Regions from separate parts of the Mus musculus genome. Here regions 2 and 3 are each linked to region 1. Evidence: chromatin contacts called from public Hi-C and Micro-C data. All regions are on one chromosome and are shown on one strand. The core of a region is the stretch at or near the end of the contact, and the rest is flanking DNA. Distances in the headings are between cores, read along the strand shown. Region 1 overlaps Rad51b (RAD51 paralog B). Region 2 overlaps Rad51b (RAD51 paralog B). Region 3 overlaps Rad51b (RAD51 paralog B).

Region 1 (2,741 bases), core at 112-2,611:
CATGGTCTGTTCTCAATTCCCCACTGCAGTCTCCCCTCTGTACTTTCTGAATCCGTGTTGGATCTTGTTCTCCTTTCCCACTGCTGCTACCCCTCAGGGGACACACAGACGCTTTCTGTCTGGCCTCTGCTCCCCTTTAGACCTATTCCACATTATCTTCAGAGTTCTTTTTCTGAAACATAATCCAATAAAGTTGTTGTCTTTCTTTTAAACTACCATGAGCTCTTCTGCAACTCTGAGTATTCTACCCAAGGCCCATCACCATCTCCGTTTAATTTAACCCACTCAGCTCCCCACCATGACTCTACGATTATTTTTCTATTTCCAGCATGCTATGCCATTTCAAACATTTCAGCATTCATACAAACCATTCCCTATGATGGTGCTGTTCCTTCCAACCTTAACACTCGGAAAATTCAGATTTTTCATAAATTCCCAATTCTACTGTCTCCTTTTCTTTGCAGAAATAGTTGTTTCATGCTCTGTGTTTCTCCATGTGTTTTGTTTGCTTAGTTAAAAGGCACTAGCACAGTGTATGTCCTCAGGTCTGAGGTGGCATCTTAGGATTTACAATTTTCTCTCTGATGACTAGTACACTCAGGTGCGTAATAAGCGTCTATGAACTCAATGAATAAGCCCAGAGATTAATGTGTTACAAAAGCAAAGAAGCAGACATTCCAGTATGACTCAATATAATCATAAACTAAAACAATTTATTTTTTAAAATATAAGCTTCATGGTGGGGAATATTAGCCAGACCAAATAATATAATCATTATGTATGGCCTTGGCTAAGATGATCAAAATTGACCTTTCAGTGCTGTAAACTTGTCTCTTGGTAAAAGCACACAGTGCCTGATAAATAATAAACACTGTATATGTGTTTGACATTGTCGGTGTTAGAGGCTTATACATGGGTCCACAGTCCATCTGCATAGATACAAATGGAATCCTAATTCTAAGTTACTAGCCTATAATAACTTACCTTAACATTAAGAAATGAATGCTCGCATACCCAAGTTTGCTAATGCACACAGAAATATTCTGCTTTAAACACATGGAACGAGCCAATGGCCTTTGGCCCCAAACCATACATAGCACTGGAGGATGGTAGGCCGAAAGACTTTTGGCGATTTCTTCTAGGTTTTTGTATAGACTAACATCAAGCCAATTTATCTGACCTCCCTGATCCACCCAGCCCATCTAGTACCTTTAGCTATTTTTTTCTAGAAGCCTGAATGAGTCAGAACAAGAAAATGATTAATCAACTTGGAGAGCTTTGAAAGCTGGAACAGAGCCCTGCTGTGAGTAAAGCCTCGGAGCTGTGGGACTGTAGCAGTTGGAAAGTTAGGGGATTTCCATGGTTGGAAACATTTGGCCGGCTCGCCGTGCTCCTCTGACCTTGCAATAAGACAGAGCAGGCCTAGCCGGGTGATTTACCTCTGACAATATCCCATGTCTGCTGCCTTTGGCTATGTGCTCTGACTTGACAAAATCAAAGTAATTCCCCCTGAGCCTTATGATTTTGGATCTGGCTCAGAAAATCCCCTCTGCTTTTTTTCTCTCAGTGGATAGTATTCTCAGTCCCTGGCTTCACTTTTAACTGTGAGGTTGAAATTAGACGTACACACACTGTGCTTGGCCATCAGTCGGGGTGTGTGTACGTGTGTGTGTTTGTGTGGGGCGGTTCTCTTCTTCTGTCAGGACAGGTTGGTTTCACAACTCAGGAAATACAGCACCATCTTGCTTTTCTTCTCTTTTCCTTCCCTTCCCTTCCCTTCCCTTACCTTCCCTTCCCTTCCCTTCCCTTCCCTTCCCTTCCCTTCCCTTCCCTTCCCTTCTTCCCTTCCCTTCCCTTCCCTTCCCTTCCCTTCCCTTCCCTTCCCTTCCCTTCCCTTCCCTTCCCTTCCCTTCCCTTCCCTTTCCTCCCTCCCTCTCTTCCTCCCTCCCTTTCCCTTCTCTCTTTTTGCCAGTTGTTACATAGCAGGCACAACTTAAAATCACTTTTCCAGTTGAAGTTTTGAATTATTTTCTGGTTCCCTGCTACATCTATTCAAATTCTCCCAAATGTTTTACTGGGGCCTTAATTTCTGTTTTACGATTTTGGTTTTTTTTGAAGATACTATTCTGGTATCATTAACTTTTAGATGCTTAATGTGCTGCAGATAGTGTGTCTGAGCAGGGCAAGTGTGCTTTCCGGTTTCTCTCTTACCTGCAATGCTACACTGGGGTAGGGCCTAGTGGCTTTCTCATGTGTGTGTCTTCAATACTCACATCTCATCTCAGCCTCCATTTCACTGCCTCTCCACATTATCTCCTTTCTTTTGTTTAAACAGATGAATCGCTGGGGTTTTTATTTCCAGATCTTTCTGCCCTATCAAGGCATCGATGATGTTTACTGTGAGTGTGCTATCAATAGTGTGTCAGTAAGATGTTCTAGACTTGATTATTTCTTGGTCTTGTGTGTCTGTTTCTCTCTTTAATGTCATTCATTTCTCTTATACAACTTCTTAGGCTCTCATCCACTAACACAACAACAATAACCCCAAAAGATTTAGGCAAAAATTTCTGCTTAATTCTCTTACTTATCAGAAAAGATTCAGGTTCTTTCCCCAAAGCAGCAAACACTGTCATGTATCTCACATAGTCACATAAACACACACATGCCACCGTTCACTGCAAGGGCTCTTAGCCATTGATTTATAGGTCACAAGGACCTTGTTGAGCAATGGCAGCTGCTGA
Region 2 (2,700 bases), core at 81-2,580, 130 kb after region 1:
TAGAGCCCACCTCCAGCAGGAAGACAGGACATCAAGTGAGGGATGGGGTTGCCATCCCACAGTCACAACTCTGACCCATAATTTTTCCTGTCTGAAAGAATTACAGGGATGGAAATGGAGAGGAGCCTGAGGAAAAGAAGATCCAGTGACAGGTCCAAAGTGGGATCCAACTCAAGGGGAGGTCCCAAGGTCTGACACAATTACTGAGGCTATGGAGCACTCACAAAAAGGGACTATCATGACTGCCCTCTGAAAGACCCAACAAGCAGCTGAAAGAGTCAGATGCAGATATTTGCACCCAACCAGTGGACAGAAGCAGCTGAGCCCTGTTGTTGAATAGGGGAAGGCTAAAAGAAGCTGAGATGGAGAAGAGCAATACTGTAGGAGGACCAGCAGTCTCAATTAATCTGGACCCCCAAGGTCTCTCAAACACTAGACCACTAAACAGACAGCATACACCAGCTGATATGAGGCCCCCAACACAGATATAGTAGAGGACTTCTAGGTCTGTGTTCATTCAGAGATGATACAGCTACCCTCAAGAGACTGGAGGCCCCAGGGAATTTAGAGATCAGGTTGGGTGGAGGGTGGGGATATCCATGTGGAGCCAGGAGGGTGGGGAGGAGGTATGGGATGTGGAACAGTCGGAGGGTGGATTGAGGGGGGGGGATAAAATATGGAGTATAATAAATAAATAACTAAGTAAATAAGTAAATAAATATATAAGTGACAAAAAAATTGAGATTTAAGTGGTACTAGAGACTGAGGCTATGATATAGAACTTTTCCCAAGTATGCCAACAACTTAGCAGGCACTGTCTACAGGGATATTCAGCATTCAACTGATAAGAGTCTAAAATGCAGTCTACTTTCCCTCCAGCCCCACATTTCCATCACTAGTAAGGATGCCCGAGCCAAATACCACATCCAGAACTGTGGCTCCTTGTTGTCTACACATCAGGCCCCAAATAACTGGTTTCTTTATCCAATCACTCTCAACAGAGGGGCATGCAGCAGAGGATTCCCAGCCACACCCCTGGAATACTCAGTGAGGACGCCAATGGAAAAGAACCATCTTCAGTGGAAATTTTATCTTCTGTCTACTAAGCTCCTCATTTCCCTCAGAAAATGTTGCTTCCTGTTCTAGAATGCTTTGGGTAGGACACTCATACTTCTCCCCAGCACTGTGCCAAAGCCCTCAAAAAAAGAAAACCGACTTGAATATCATGTTTACAAAAGAAAGGCAATGTATGAATTCATATCGTATCCTGGGCTTACAGCCACATAAGAGTCATATTCAACCTGACTGCATTCTATCAAACCATGAGTCATGTCTACACTGACCTCCAGGATGCTGGTGCTTTAGCCAGGGAATATTTCAAGTGTGTGGTCATCCAGTGCCATGAATAGCAGAAAATATAGGCAAAGTAGTTTCTAAATCAAATGTGTACCCTTGAAAATGACATTTGCAAACAATATAATTATGACAGGACACTCTGGTTTGGCTATTATTTTATCATTAAGGTTTAAAAAAAGATCAAGAAGGAAACATGACATCATATGGTATTCTGTCAGGTTTTACTTGTATGCAATAAGGCTGCCAGATATAAAGTAGGGCAAAAAAAAAATTCAGAAAGAAAAATTAAAAGCCAATCATGATGTCACCTGCCTGTAATTCCAGAATCCGGGAGGAAGAGGCAGGAAGATCACAATTCCAAGATCAGCGTGGACTGAGAAGCAAGGCCTACCAAAAACATAAAAAAAACCAAATAATTAAAATAATAAAGAGCTTAGAGCTCCTAATAGAAAATAGAAGCCGAGATTACACTGTTTGTTGAAGTAATCCACCTATAAACAGATACCTGAAAGAGTAGATTAAAGCAAACTCCCAAAGCCAAAATAACATGTAGTTTTAAATGCATGCATCAGTTTTATTAAGATATTTAACCACACAACATATGATCGTAAAGCATACGATTTGCTGTTTCTAACTGTATACAGGGATTTGAAATCATTGCTAATATATAACTACAGGACATTTTCATTGCCCTGGTGGAAACAAACATGTCCATTACTAAGCCAATCCATATCCCCACTGTCTCCAGAGCATGGCAACCACTCACTAATGCCTTTTCTGTTCCTATAGCTTTACCTATTTTGAACATTTCATATGCATGCAAGTATACAATATAGTCGTGTGTGACTGGTCCTTTTCACATAGTGCAGTGTTTGTCCAGCATGTATCAGTTCTTTGCTTCTTACATCACAAAATAATGGTAAATTATGGATATTTCATATCTTACTCTTTAGTTCGTAGATATCTCTATTCTTACAACTTTATGACTACAACAAATACTGCTATGATGGATATGTACACATTTTATGTGGGGAAACTTTTTGTTCTCCAGGACATATATTAGATGTAAACTTGTGGGGCCATACATAACGTACTCTGACTTTTTAAAGAATGAAAGCATTTTTCTCTATGGCTGCACCACTTTATACTCCCACCAGCAATGTTTAAAGGTTCAAGGTTTTTATACACTCTTGTCATTGCCTTTCTTTTTAAATTATAGCCATATAGTATAGCCATATAATATAAGCCTCTATTTTATTATGGTTTTAATGCACATCCTGCTGATGAATAAGGCAATTGAGTATATTTTTTGTATATTTAATTGGTGTTTGTGTATCTTCTTTG
Region 3 (2,700 bases), core at 188-2,687, 200 kb after region 1:
CTTCTTCTAAGAAGAAAAGCAACACTCACCTAAGTACTCCACCAGGCATGTGCTTAAAGGTTTCACGAAGAGATAAATTCTGTTGTCTGGGATTTTTCAGAGAAGAGAAAATAAGGAAAAGCTCCTGTATCAGTTTCTTTTCCCCTTGGTGTGATAAAATGCCCCGAACAAAAGAAACGCAAAGGAGAAAGAGCTTATTTAGCTCAGGGCTCCAGGTTATTGTCCATCGGGGCAGGGAAGGAGGTCATAGAAGCAGGAGCTTAGCAGGACTGGTCCCATTCTGTCCCCAGTCAGAAGACCAGAATAAGTGCATGCTATGCTCAGCCCGCTTGCCCTCCATCGACAGCTTGGAATCCTGCTCACATGCAAGATGAACCTTCCCAGATCAACTACAGCCCTCAAAGCAAGTGCCCACAGACGAACCCAGCCTCATTAAACCCTCACTGAGACCCTACTCCCAGGTGACTCCAGATCCTACCAAGCTGAGAACTGGCATCACCCATCACAGCTACCAACTTATCCTATGATCTCTAAAGGTTCACTGCTGGAGAGAAAATCTACAGGTCGTTCATTCCTAGAAACTAATGACAATAGAAATCTACTGATGAACCATTTTATCTGAGAATATAAGTGGTTCAATGCTAGAAAAATCTATTAATAAACTTTATACATTAATAGAATAAGAGCAAAAGTCCATGTGGTTTATCATTTTGACTAGAAAGACATTTATGCAACCCCACATTGACTTATTACTTAAGGAAAAAATAACTCTTACCAGCAACAGAACTTTCTAGCCTGAAGAGCTCCAGGTCAGTAGTGTTTTTCACATCAGGACAAAACAAGACCCCATAATCACTGGGCATAGCTACAATGATAAAGTATGACGTCTGGACCGAAGAATTTCCACTGCATACGTGATTCTCCCCATGGAAACCACAAGGAAGTTTACAAACCACTTTAACAACTTAGGAAAGCTAGGGTTTCTGACCCCAAATCTACCTATAAAAAAAACAAACTTTCTGATAGATCAGTTTGATTGTGTAATAAAAAAAAAAAACCTGCTAATAAATGAATATGGAAAAGCCATGAGTAAATAATGTGCCAGGTCTTTGGTGACAGAACTTGGCATTAAAAACTCCTAAATAAGAAAGTAAACCATTCTCATGACTGAATAATATCTTTAGCTTATAAACTCAAAGTAATTCCAATACATCCTCAAGAGGACTTCAAGTGTCAGCATTTAACAGAGAGACAGATTCCCAAATGATCAGCACTAGTCACAGACAAGGACTTCTTTTTAAAACACCAAATCCCATATTTCAAAGGTGGCATTTGGCTTTTTTAATTAATCCCGTTTCTGATCTTATCTGTGTCAGAAAAAAAACACTCCCCTGTCATGTCTTCTACATTACTAGAGTTTCAAAACAAATAATATTAAGCCAAAGGTCAGATGAATTACTCACTGGACAAACTGACCAAACAGGCCAAGAAGTCATTGACTCTTCATAGTACAAAAAAATATTAACTTAAAAAACAGGGGTGGGGGGGAACCTGTCTTTTTCTTCTTTCTGCAGTGCTGGATATTCACATGCTCCACCACTGAGCTCCAGCCTCAAAAGGCCAAACAAACAAACAAAACCTCAAGGCAAATCTTAATCTCAGTGAACTCAAATGTTGCATTTCGGTTCCATATGCTAAGGAGCATAGAAAAAGCATTAGGTACAATTTTACAAAGCTATGCCAGCACTCATACCAAGAGAGCAAGCCAGAGTTTGGGAAGGGCTCTGGAAATTTCCCACATCCCCGTTCAGAAAGCCTAGAGAAGCAACCTAACAGGCAGAGGGCAGACAGGAATCAAACAAGAAAGCACTCAGCAACATGGTCCTGCGATGAGGGAGGGTGCTCTGCAGTTGCAAGTCAATGAATTGATCAGCTCAGCTCACCTGTGTAAAGCAGCCTGGAACAGTGGCTTACGAAACATCAGCTCACACATCTCCCACAAGCCTCCCCAATGTATTAGTAATGGCAGTAAACAGGAATGGCCTAGGTTGATACTGCCTTTCATCTTTATTTACCCACCACTTTGATTTTGTTTTCTTTTTCTTATTTCTTCATTCATTTGTTTGCCCATTAAGATAGTCTCACTTTGTAGCCCAAAATACTTTGGAACTCCTGACAATGCTCTTGCCTCAGTCTCACCAGCACTGGGAATAGAGGCATAAACCACGACTATATTGCTAAACTAAATTGCTTTTCTTAAGTTCTAGACTATGACTCCATAAGCACATATGCAGGCTTCCCACTAGTTACATGTTCTAACACTTGTTCACTGAGGTTAATGGAAGTTCACTGAAGTGGAGTGAATGCGGTTGGAGAGATGGCTCAGCAGCACTGTTCTTGCAGAGAACCTGAGTTCAGTTCCCAGCACCCATGTGGAGGGGTTTACAATTGTATATCAATATCCTACCCGACATCCAAGGCACAATTTAAATGTCAATTCTACCCTGAAAATTGTTGCAGTAATAAAATTAACTGATTCTATATCTTAAATGTACTTTAAGGATAAAGAAACCAGTAGTTAGTGAATCTCTACTACCTGCCAAGGTTTACAAAAACAATCATCTTAATCTTGTTGATTTAAGGTCCACAAATTATTATTATTTCGATACATGATGGAAACTAAGAGAGGTTAGAGAACTC

The links. Hi-C and Micro-C count contacts between places; a contact is called where the count stands out from the background.
Region 2: a contact with region 1 is called in a Micro-C map of muscle stem cells, with 4 times the contacts expected there. The contact joins two enhancer-like sites. A contact is called at or near these places in 1 of 15 datasets of contacts at CTCF or cohesin (the NIH/3T3 cell line), 5 of 484 Hi-C or Micro-C datasets (the MC38 cell line, embryonic fibroblasts and muscle stem cells) and 3 of 115 datasets of contacts at active chromatin or transcription factors (the NIH/3T3 cell line, embryonic fibroblasts and pancreatic cancer cells).
Region 3: a contact with region 1 is called in a Hi-C map of liver, with 3 times the contacts expected there. The contact joins two enhancer-like sites. A contact is called at or near these places in 1 of 15 datasets of contacts at CTCF or cohesin (the NIH/3T3 cell line), 3 of 484 Hi-C or Micro-C datasets (bone marrow-derived macrophages, embryonic fibroblasts and liver) and 1 of 115 datasets of contacts at active chromatin or transcription factors (embryonic fibroblasts).

What each region holds. Positions count from the first base shown.
Region 1 is chr12:79,599,096-79,601,836 of GRCm38.p6, reverse strand. All of the region lies in intron 7 of Rad51b (RAD51 paralog B), which reads right to left. Among named protein-coding and RNA genes, the nearest start is that of Gm36048, 200 kb to the left of the region's middle. Within about 2 kb of position 1,361, at least 157 of the 459 cell types and tissues checked have an H3K27ac peak or open chromatin away from gene starts, as enhancers often do. A contact at or near this core is called in liver, muscle stem cells and pancreatic cancer cells, where this site is marked.
Region 2 is chr12:79,470,646-79,473,345 of GRCm38.p6, reverse strand. The region is part of intron 7 of Rad51b (RAD51 paralog B); the gene reads right to left. Among named protein-coding and RNA genes, the nearest start is that of Rad51b, 170 kb to the right of the region's middle. Within about 2 kb of position 1,330, at least 54 of the 459 cell types and tissues checked have an H3K27ac peak or open chromatin away from gene starts, as enhancers often do. A contact at or near this core is called in muscle stem cells and pancreatic cancer cells, where this site is marked.
Region 3 is chr12:79,403,453-79,406,152 of GRCm38.p6, reverse strand. The region is part of intron 7 of Rad51b (RAD51 paralog B); the gene reads right to left. Among named protein-coding and RNA genes, the nearest start is that of Rad51b, 110 kb to the right of the region's middle. Within about 2 kb of position 1,437, at least 7 of the 459 cell types and tissues checked have an H3K27ac peak or open chromatin away from gene starts, as enhancers often do. A contact at or near this core is called in liver, where this site is marked.